Linked DNA regions of Dromaius novaehollandiae: region 1 is linked to region 2. The links are chromatin contacts, called in public Hi-C maps. All regions are on one chromosome and are shown on one strand. Each heading gives the region's core, a stretch centred on a gene start, on an enhancer-like site or on the middle of the called end of the contact. The rest is flanking DNA. Distances are from core to core; before and after follow the strand shown. Region 1 holds the start of CPNE2 (copine 2). Region 2 holds the start of ARL2BP (ADP ribosylation factor like GTPase 2 binding protein).

Evidence for each region. A called contact is a pair of places that touch in the nucleus more often than the background predicts.
Region 1: a contact with region 2 is called in a Hi-C map of brain, with 7 times the contacts expected there. The contact joins the promoter of CPNE2 here to the promoter of ARL2BP in region 2. A contact is called at or near these places in 2 of 4 Hi-C or Micro-C datasets (brain and ovary).

The regions. Positions count from the first base shown.
Region 1 is chr13:1,941,936-1,947,498 of bDroNov1.hap1, forward strand. It overlaps CPNE2 (copine 2), which reads right to left and starts at 3,082. Exons shown (of 15, transcript XM_064519353.1): 1 at 2,983-3,082.
Region 2 is chr13:1,786,868-1,791,603 of bDroNov1.hap1, forward strand. It overlaps ARL2BP (ADP ribosylation factor like GTPase 2 binding protein), which reads right to left and starts at 2,358. Exons shown (of 7, transcript XM_026104017.2): 1 at 2,230-2,358; 2 at 1,006-1,065. The coding sequence starts at 2,267. It overlaps RSPRY1 (ring finger and SPRY domain containing 1), which reads right to left. Exons shown (of 16, transcript XM_064519346.1): 16 at 3,016-4,736.

The DNA.
Region 1 (5,563 bases), core at 1,832-4,331, 160 kb after region 2:
TTCACTCAGCTGCTGAGCTAGAGCTGCCGAATCCTAAGAGGATTTTTCCTCAGCAGAAACCACGGCGCGCAGGGTCTGCATCCCTCTCCTTCAGCACCGACTGGTAAAGCATCAGGGTCCCGTAAATCCCTGCCAGCAATGCTTTTACAAGCCGTACAACCTTGCCAGCAATTGGCACAGGGTCCCTCGCTGTCCAACAGGTCAAACCCCAACAGTAAGTACATCCCCCAGGGCTACACGTGCTGATGCAGCTATGATTTTATTTCTCTTTAAATCATTCAGCCAAACTCAGAAAGGCAGTGGAGAGGGAGAAGCGTTACAGCTCGATTCTCTCAAATACCTGTAGTCTTATTACCCCGTCCAGGCACCCAGAGCTGCATTTAGCAGCCCCTGCTAAATGGATGTAGACCAAGACTATGCCACTCCTGACCTGACTGCGCTGGTCCTGGGAACAGCGTGACGCACACTGCCAGCGCCTACGGAGGTGGTCTGCCAGCAAATGCCACCTCCGGGGGCGGGGGGTAAGGGGGACCCGAGCCCTCAGAAGAGCAGATCCAGGATTTCTCATCTACCCAATACAAGTGCGAGGGGCTGCCTATACTGCAGCTAGTTGCACCTTGGAGGGTGCCCGAAAGCCTCACCTTACGCTTCCCCTCCACGTTATTTCAGCTGGGATGTCCCAGAAGCAACTACAGAGAGCCCAGCAGGCAAACAAAACCAGCCGTCAAAAGATCTGGTGTCCCAGGCTATCACATAGCTGTACCCAAAGCAAATGCATCATTTCCCCAAGGTTACACCAGGAAAACATTCTCCACCTCTTCATTGCTTCAAACAAGCTCCTTTCCACACGCCCTGAGCTTTCGGTCCCAGTCTCCCGCCCATCACCCTGCTCCCGGCCCCTTTGATGGGGCTCAATTTGATGTCATTTCTGGCCTGCAATAATACATTTTCTGACCCCTGAAAAGCACAGTGATGTCATACACTGGCAAGAGAGCTCAAACACTGGCCCTGCTATTAAGAAATTTGTGACTTGATCTTTTCTCTCCACTGGTAAGTCTCCCCTGGCTCCCAGTGGTCTGGGGGATGCCTTGTGTGTGCATCTACGAGCACCCACATGCACAAGCGGCTGCTAGCAGCCAAAGAAGATCATTTAATAGCAGCAAAAGCAGGTACCTGGTCTGGCAGGAGGAGACCGAGGCAGGAGAAATGGGAGCGATATTCAGATCTGAGCCCTCCAGAGCTCTGTTCGCACCAGCCTGATTCCGATCCCAGCTTCTTCAACAAGGTTCAGGTGCATCTCCAGGAGGCTTCAAATTCGGGGCTCGCATTCATGGGGATTTTCCCAATTCCTTCCCCGACAGGCAGCTCAGGTTCTCGAAGAGGTAGGATCCAGCCCTTTGGAGACGTTTCTGCCACTGCTGCCCCAAAGCTTCTACTCTTGACTTACTCTGCACCCTCCTACTTCCTGTTCCACCTCTTGCGCAGGGAACAGCTAGGCAGGGTTTGTTTGCCCACAAAGTCCTACAGCACACGGCCTCGCTGGCTTTCACCAGGCTTCTCACCTAAGTTAGGGTTACTCACATGAAGACTTATCGTATCAGGTCCTCAGTCTGGCGGAGCTGATGGGAAAACACTTCCCCGCCTGTCATCCTCCGAACACTTCAGGCTGCTCTGCTTGTCGGTATCTCAGAGAACAAGGCGTCTTGCTGGGAACGGAGCTCTTACTAACGCCCCGACAGCCTTCTTCAGAGAGGGGCAGGCCATCCACCCAGGAGAGCGAGCCCTCTACATGCCCCCTCGAGCTTTACGCGACCGCGGCGTTGCACAAAGGCTATCGCGAGCTGCTACGGCAGCCAAACGCAAAGCAGCAGCACGCTGCCAGCAGCTCCCGGAGAAGCGCTTTGGCGCTCCCCAGCCTTCGGCTCACCGGTTCCCCCCCGCGACTGGCACCGAAGCTGGAGGAGAGCACGGGGCGCTCGCGACAGCGCTGCGCTACCAGGAAAAAGCTATCGAACATCCCAAACCTCCCAGAGCGTGGCCGTCAGCCGCCAGCGCCCGTCTCGGGGATCGCCCTTCCAGCGGGATTGCTTCATTAAGAGCGGGAGCTTCCGCAGACGCAGGCAACAGGTCTGCAGCCTCGTATGGCGAGCGGGATACGGAAGGGAACTTCTACACCGGAGCAGCAACGTGCCCGAAGGGAGGAAGCCGGGGACGGGGAGGAGAGCCGGGAGGAATTGGGATGGCTAATTCCAGGGGAGGGAAGGCAGAGGGGAAACCGCACCATCTCCAACGCCTGTGGCATAGGGGAAAGGGAAAAGCCCAGAAAAAGAGCAAGAGGCACCAACCGCAGTCAGGGATATTCAGGGAGATACTGGGGGAATAAAGAGAAGAGAAAACCTTTCCCGTGGTGGGGGTGCTGGGGCTGGAAGGGATTGCCGGCGAGGGCTGAAGGACCAGCGAGCGGACATCCCAGGGACGACCCCGCGGCCCTGTCCCCGCAGGTCCCCCGCACGGCGAGGCCACCGCCGGCGCTTTCGGAGCACAGCCCGCTGACAGGGGCCACCCGCCGCCGTGCCCGCTGTCCCCGGGGCCACCACGATACGTGCCACCCCGGAAGAAGTGTCACCTCGTGTCCCGGCGGGGGGACGGGGGTCCTGCCAGGCTGGCCCAACCACTGGGGTCCCGCTGTGGGCCACCTCAGGCAGGGGCAGGAGCCCCTGGCTCCTGCTGGCCCTGTCCCTTGTCCCCTGCACCTCAGCCCAGCATCCCCTTTGCCTTGTCCCCTGTCCCTTGCCTGTCCCAAGTCTCCCGTCCCCTGTCCCTCGTCCCCTGTCCCAAGTCTCCCGTCCCCTGTCCCTCGTCCCCTGTCCCTTGCGTGTCCCAGGTCTCCCGTCCCATGTCCCCCGTCCCAGGTCTCCCGTCCCCTGTCCCCTCCGTGCCCCCCCCCCCCGGCGGCGGGGGCTCCTCCCCGCCGGTACTCACCGCCGGGCCGGGCCGCGCCGGGCCGGGCCAAGCAGCTCGCCGCGGGCTCAGCGCCTCACCATGGCCGCTGCCCGCCGCCTCCCCGCGCCGCCCGGGGGGCGCGGCCGGGGCCGGTCGGGCGGGGAGAGCCGGCGGCGGGACGCCCCGCCCCCCCTCCCAGCGCCCGCGGCCCCCGCCCGGCCCCGCCCCGCCCCGGTGCCCCGCGGGACGGGGCCGCCCCCCCGGGCGCCCCTGTGGGGAGAGGCCGCGGCGGCGACCGGCCGCGGGGGGGGTGCGAACCGCAGGGTCCGGGGGGGGGGGGGGGGGGCGAAAATTGTGTTTTGTCTGCACCAAAATGAACCAAAAAAAGAGCTTTTTAGGGAGAGGATGGAGGGAATTAAGCGAGAGAACCCGCGTGCGTGGTGTCCCGGGGTGTTCCCTCTCGCTCTCCACCCAGAGTCCCCCTTGGGGCTCAGCTACCTGCTGACTGCGCGTTTCCGTTGAACGCACACCTTTCAGCGAAAAGCCTCCGCTTCGCGGCGGGACCATTTTCCGACGCAAAAAAAGGAGCCTTTCGAAAATTTCCCAATTTCCTGCGTTTTTGTATCATTACCGTGTTCTCGCCCGTTTTCCTCCCAGCCTCTCGCAGGCACGGCTCTGCCCCGCGAGCTCGGGAAAACCCTGCGCAAACGCCAGTGGAAGGGCCGGCAGGCCGCGTCCCTCGTCACCCGCCCCGCCGTGACGAAACCGCGGCTTTTCGGAAACGCCGCCTCACTTTTTCGTCAAAAACCGGCAATTTGGTGCTGCCCTGACCCCGGCGGGTACCTCAGCCTGGGTTTTGAGCCGATTTACGCCTCAGCCCCTGGGTTTTCGGGTGCCCAGGGAGGACCCTTCTCCTCCACAGGGCAGGCGACCTGCTGCCCCATATTACGCCTGTGATTCACTCCGCTCGGCCCAGGGAGCTGTCGGCCTTCTAGGCCGATACCACCGGTGTTTAGATCCAATGCACCGTTATCGTCCTGAGCTGAAGCCTGGCTTACGCGTCATCAGACTTGATGGATATTTGTACGGATTTTTTTTGATATATAGAGACAGTAATAAGACAGAAAGCCTCCCTTGGAGGCTTCAAATTACATGATTCGTCCTTTTTTGCACAGGAACATTTACTGCGGGCTTTGCTAGGGCTTTTAAAGGCTCGCTGGCAAAATAAATAAATAATCCTACACCCCCCCGTCACCTCCTTTCCCCTCTCCTGGAGCTACAGCAGTTACAGCCAGCAGATCTTTAAGGCACCGAGTCGCTTTTTGCTCCTAGTCGTGTCCCTGCCGCCCACGGCCCGTCTCCGGTGCTCAGCCACCCCCCGGGCAGGGCCTGGAGGCGCCAGGGCCACCGGGACGTGGCACAGGCGGCCCCGGAGAATGGACTCACGAGTTAGTAACGCTTGGGCTCAGCATGGGCAACGTGGCTTTTGGGGGAGCATCCGGCTGAAAGCTGAGCCCCAGCACCGTTTTTCAGGAGCAAAGCCACCTTTTTGTGCATTCAGCGCATGCCTGAACTGCGCGAGAAGTGAGGCTTGTGTCAGACCCGCCACGTTGCTTCAGCGCAGTTACCTCAAAACACCTCTTTGGAGGGAGACAGAGAGAAAGCAAGCCAGTATTTCACTAATGTCAATGTGCTTATTTTTCCCTGAAATAAGTTTTTCTGTTGTTTTCTCTCCTGCCCAACACCATTCCTCAAAGTCACAGCAGAGGTTCAGAGCTGGTGTTATCAGAGGGGAAACAGCAACTGAGGTTTCGGGCTCTATGAAATTGCATTCACTGCGTGCAAAAGCTTGCTCAGCCCATCTTCATATATTGCATAGCACAAAGCCTGGGCTCCTCGCTGCCCTCCAGCAGCGTGTTTACTTGCAGCAGTGCATTTATTTCTAAAGATCTCATCTCAGGGGGTAAAAACCCCTCTGCGTATGAAACCAGTATTGACTAGCCCATTCCTTGTCTTCCTGAGACTGCAGGGAGCCAGAAACAACAGGGATGTGTGGAGCGTCCTGATACATTTCCATTTTTTGGACCATGATACATCTGAAACCAAATCGTAACAGCTCTAAAATAGACCACGATAATTATCTAGTCAGCAATCGCTTTAGTACACGGCCATCTCACGCAATCCCAGATGGCCTCCCATGTCTTCCTGCATACCCTGAGATTAATTTAAAACCTCACAGTTGGACAAAACCTCCAGCTTCCCCTTGAGAAGTTTTCAGATGCAACTGCAAGCTGCGAATATGGAAATCAGCACACTGAGAATGGGAAGCATGGCAAGGCCAGCCTAAAAGTACCTGGCATTCAATATAAAAAACAAACTAGGGACCAATTACATCATTCTGTTTCATATGTAACTCAATCCAAATCTCAATATTTTTAATGAAATGTGCACTAAGTGTCAGAGCAACGCAGTATTTATGGGCCTAAAGCAGCAATTAAACCCAGTTAGCAGCAGAGAACACACGACCTTTGAGTGCAGGCACTCTGGGGGAAAACCCAGGCACTCAGAAGATAGCACAGAGCCCTATTTTAGCCAGTCCACATCGCTGGGCTGTAGACAA
Region 2 (4,736 bases), core at 1,108-3,607:
GAGAAAACACGAGTGAATGGAAAGGCATGCTATTCCACCAGAGGGCATAACACCACAAGAAAAGGAGCTCACATACGACAGTTTAAGCATTACATATTCCAAGCATCATATTTATGACTTCAGGCAACAGGGCTTATCACTTTCCGTTTACATACAAAGACAGGAGACTTTGCTATGCATAATTTCCTCTTTCTCTCTCTCTCTTTTTTCTTTTTATTAAATAAGCATTACCACCAAGCGGATGAAAAAAGAAATAGGAGAAATTCTTCTTGTTTTTACTGCTTATTCTAACAGTGACAGAAAATTTAAAGTATTAACTTAAAACAGAGTTTAAGCTTGAATGCTCTGACAAATCTTGTGGTGGTTTAACACAATTGCTGCCTGGTCAGGTCTAGGCCATTGCAACCCATGTTGCAGAAGCACCTGAAGGGAACATGTGGCCTTTCAGTCCACAGAGCACAAGAAACGTACCTGTGAACTACAGTGACAGAGGCACAGGCACGCATCCCCACAAGCTTTAAGAGATGAGTAGGCCAGACAAATGAGGGGGGAAGCAAGGTCTTAGAACTACTAGCATAGAATTTGTTTGAGGCCACCTGTAAAACGTCTCCCATGTCTAGAAGGGGCACATTCACACATAGAAATATTCTCTTCTTAAAATCTATAACGTAAGAGAACGTAAGGTGTCAGCAAGGAGAGGGAATTTTTGAATTTAAAAATGAACACAAAGAACAGCTTTCAGCCTATAGTATTTATTTTGATCATTCAGCAAGGGCTGTCTGGTGCTATGCTTGTTACAGCTATAGTCAGTTTGACTTCATCTAAACTCTGAACTGAAGTTATTCCCTCCTGGGACTTTCCATTGTTCCATGTCCCTGTTCTCCTAAGAGGCAGTATCTGTTAATCCGCATGGTCTAACTTCATTCTTGTAATTATATTCCCATTAAGATATTTTAACTATGAAATAGTTTATTGAAAAACTGACACAGAATAAAATCTACTTACATGGCAACACCAAAGTTTTCCTCATCTGAGGTCTCCATTTTTACTGCATAACCTATTGGTCTGGAGAAGAGACAAACCACTATATTACTGTTATTGGGGTGGTTTTCCTTTTAGGACAAACTACTAAGGGACAACATATGCCTTAGCAATAATGCCATTTCAATCTTTTAATTACCAGACACTCCTCAAATAGCTAACCAAGAGAGAACCTTTAATTTCTAGACATCAGAATTTCAGAATCATATTCATCCAAAAATCACTGTTCTCTGCTTTGCTTCAGTAATAATCCAAATCCTCAAGGAACTTTCTCAGCCTCCTCCAAGAACAGGCTCAAAATTGCACACAACTGCACTTAGTCTCTGAAAGGGGGGTTCAGGTGACCCTTATACCTTTCCTCCTGAAGCTTTCTCACTGACTGTTCTCCGGATACAAGAAAATGAGAACAGATGGGATGAAGAGGTCACCACGGTCCAGCATGTCCCAGACAGCTTACAGGCCAGGGTCTGGATGGCAATCCCAGGTGTCAGGCCCACGACCCTGGTCAGCGCTGGGCTGTGTCACGGCCGAGCGCTTGGCCCCATGGCTCTGAGCAGTCACTGACCGTCACACAAGCATGGCAGGCAGCACCCCAATGCCACTGAGATGGGTGCAGTGCAACAGCCGGCTGGATGCTGGGTGCGCAGCGGGGACACCCTGCTCCTGCCACCCTTGCTGGCTTATAACCAATGCTGGCCTTTGGAGCACCCATCTAGGGGCGGGCCCCAGCTCCCCAGCATGGCCCCACAGCTCAGAACGGGGATAAAAGAGATCCTCCCCTCCCCCCCCCCCAAACTCGGCTCCTCAGCAGAGCCAGGACGCCGGACCTGCTCCTCCCCCCTCCCCAAAAGGGGCCCAAGCAGCCCGCCTCCCTCACCTCCCTCCCCGCAAAGGGACCCAGGCGACCGGCCGCATCATCTCCCCTCTCCAAAAGGGGTCCAGGCGACGGGCCCGTATCGTGCCCTTCCCCCGAGGGACCCAGGCGCCCGGCCCTCATCATCTCTCCCCTCCCCCCCCAACAGGGACCCAGGCGTCCGGCCCGTATCGCCTCCCACCCTCCCTCAAGAGGACCCAGGTGACCAGCCCGTATCACTCGCTCTCCCAAGAGGGACCCAGGCGTCCGGCCCCTCCAATCTCCACCGCCCCCCTTAAAGAAAAGGGGCCCAGGCGTCCGCCCCCCGCACCTACCGCCGGTCACCGCAGCCAGCAGGGCCTCCCCATCGCATGCGTTACACCCCCCGCCCCCGCGGCCGTCACCTGGGAAACGCTTCCTTCCGACCCGGCCGCAGCCAACCGCAGAGCGGAGGCGGCGGCAGAGGGCCCGCCCCCAGCGGGAAGGACCAATGGGAGAGCGGAGCCGGCGCGGCGGAGCGGGCGGGCGCCACCACCGCCGCCGCCGCCGGGGGGTGGGGGGTCGCGCGGCCGCGCAGGGCGGCCCCGGCGGCAGCTCGGTGCTGGCGCGGCGGCACGGACCGAGTTAGAGGACCAGGCATCAAAGACCATCCTACGAAGAAGAAAAAAAAATATATATATATATGTATATACACACACAAGGTCCTTCCTTAGGACGCACGTAAAAGTCGCCCCTCCCGGCGCCATTATTGACGACGGTTTCCCCCCGCAGCGGGGGCCGCGTCGCCGCTCTGCCCTGCAGCAGCCCTCCTCCGCGAGGAGAAACGCAGCCGGACGGGCGAGCTCCCCGCGGGCAAAATTTAGGTCACCGCCTGTAAACCTAGGGCTGCGCTCGGGCTCTGACGGAAAGCGCTTAAACTTTGTTCCATGCAAGCTTAAAACAGCCACAGGGTGCAGAGCTCCTTTCCGTGGGGAAGGGCGTTGGGTGGTGGTGCCTAGCTCTTTCTCCGTGTTCGGCTGGGGCACCCTACGCTTCCACAGGTTGCCCTCCTCACCCTTTTGGAAGTTCTAACCTCAGCTCTCAAGAGAACTAAAGTAAAAGAACTGAAGAACAAAAGAAAAAAAAAGTCATCAATACATTTTATTTTTAACGAACAACTTGACTACAGTTCCTTTCCCCTTCTCCATTGCTCGGGTTTCCCACCTGCAGGCCTGCGAAGCCATGGTCTTCCTTCCAGGGCCCACGAGTCGCCGAGGATGGGCAGAGCAGGCCGGAGCTGACATGTCGCTGCACCAACCTCAGCGAGCGAGCCCCGCACCCAGTCGAGCACGCACCCGGGCCTGCTTTGCAAAGACAGTCCCATGCTGAATTTCAGTAGGAATCCAGCTGAATTGTACAGTCTTTCAGTTTGTGAAATGAATAGGACAGTTCTCTGCAACAGCTAAGGACTGGCGTGGTGACAGGGCTCAGAGAGAGCAGCAGGCGCTCACAGGCTCCCTCCTCCTGCACCACTGCCTTCCTCTGCACCGCGCCAGCTGTATGCAAAATGATCCAGGGCAAAATTCTCCAAAGCTTTCACATCTTTTCCAACAAACACCACAGGCACTTAGTCCCATATCCACAAAGGCATCTAGGGTCTCAGGTGTGCTCAGCTTCAATGGAACTCCATGCACCTAAAGGCCTTTGTAGACCTAAGTCTTAAGAGCTTAATCTCATACAACAGTTGATATGAATCAGGAGGCTTAGGCACTTTTGAAAATTTTACCTCAGTCAATCTTGGCCAAGGAAACCAAAACCCTGAAGTTATTAGGATCTATTAAGGCAGAGTTCCAAATGGTTCCGTCCCACTTCTTCCCTAAAGTATGGTGGGTATCTTTGTACCTTAGGGATAAAAGCTACCATTACATTCAGAAGCATTAAAAACTTGGTTTTAAATGCTTCTGAAATGCTATGAATCTTGTGGCAGTGACAACGTTGACATGTTTGCTCATTCAGCACCTAGCCGAAAGGGACTCGGCCCCAACTAGCAAAGTGGGATACACCAAAATCTAGTAAAGTACAGTCAATGAGGAAATGAAGTCCTCGTGGCATGGATTTGCCATTCTGACCTTAATCAAAACAGGCATCCAAGGTGGAAGAGAATTCACATTTTAGCAAAAAGACTAAACATGACACCATTTTTGATTCAGTTTGTATTTGGAAAAAGTCAACATGAAAATGATTTACAGAACTTTCCTAGTTCACACAGTTGACTTCAGAGGCTCACTGGAGATTTATTTTATTCTTGATGAAATTCAGCACCCTTCAGTTAGCGAAGGCAAAACATGAAAGTAGTTGCTAACAGGCTTGATTCTGGGACCTGTGCACAGTGCTCTTAGCTCCTACTTAGGTCAGCAGGAAACGAGAGTGCTCAGCATGAACAGTCAGCCCTCAGCTTTACTTTGTTAATACTTGATACTTTACTAGTACAATAAAGACAATTAAAAAAAATACATCACAGCATGAGAATTCACTACAATGGCCTCTGCTGTTGAATCATTGCCAAGAGGTGGGATGTTTTTGGTGCAAGTTGTGTGTGAATTAGCAGAGTTCTATTATATATCCAGATACTTTTAAAAAAATTAAAAACCAAAAACTGTACAAATCTTGGAAGAGACAGAGTCATATCCTCAGTTGGTGCAAAATAAGCATAACTCCACTGACTTTAGCACTACTTCTCTAATTGACACCAGATGTGAATCTGATTCCTTGTAGAAACCCAGTAAAATAGTCAAAAGCTGCCTGCTGAAATGCGTCCTTAACATATGAAGGTCACAAATGTATTATTAAAGTGGAGTAGAGA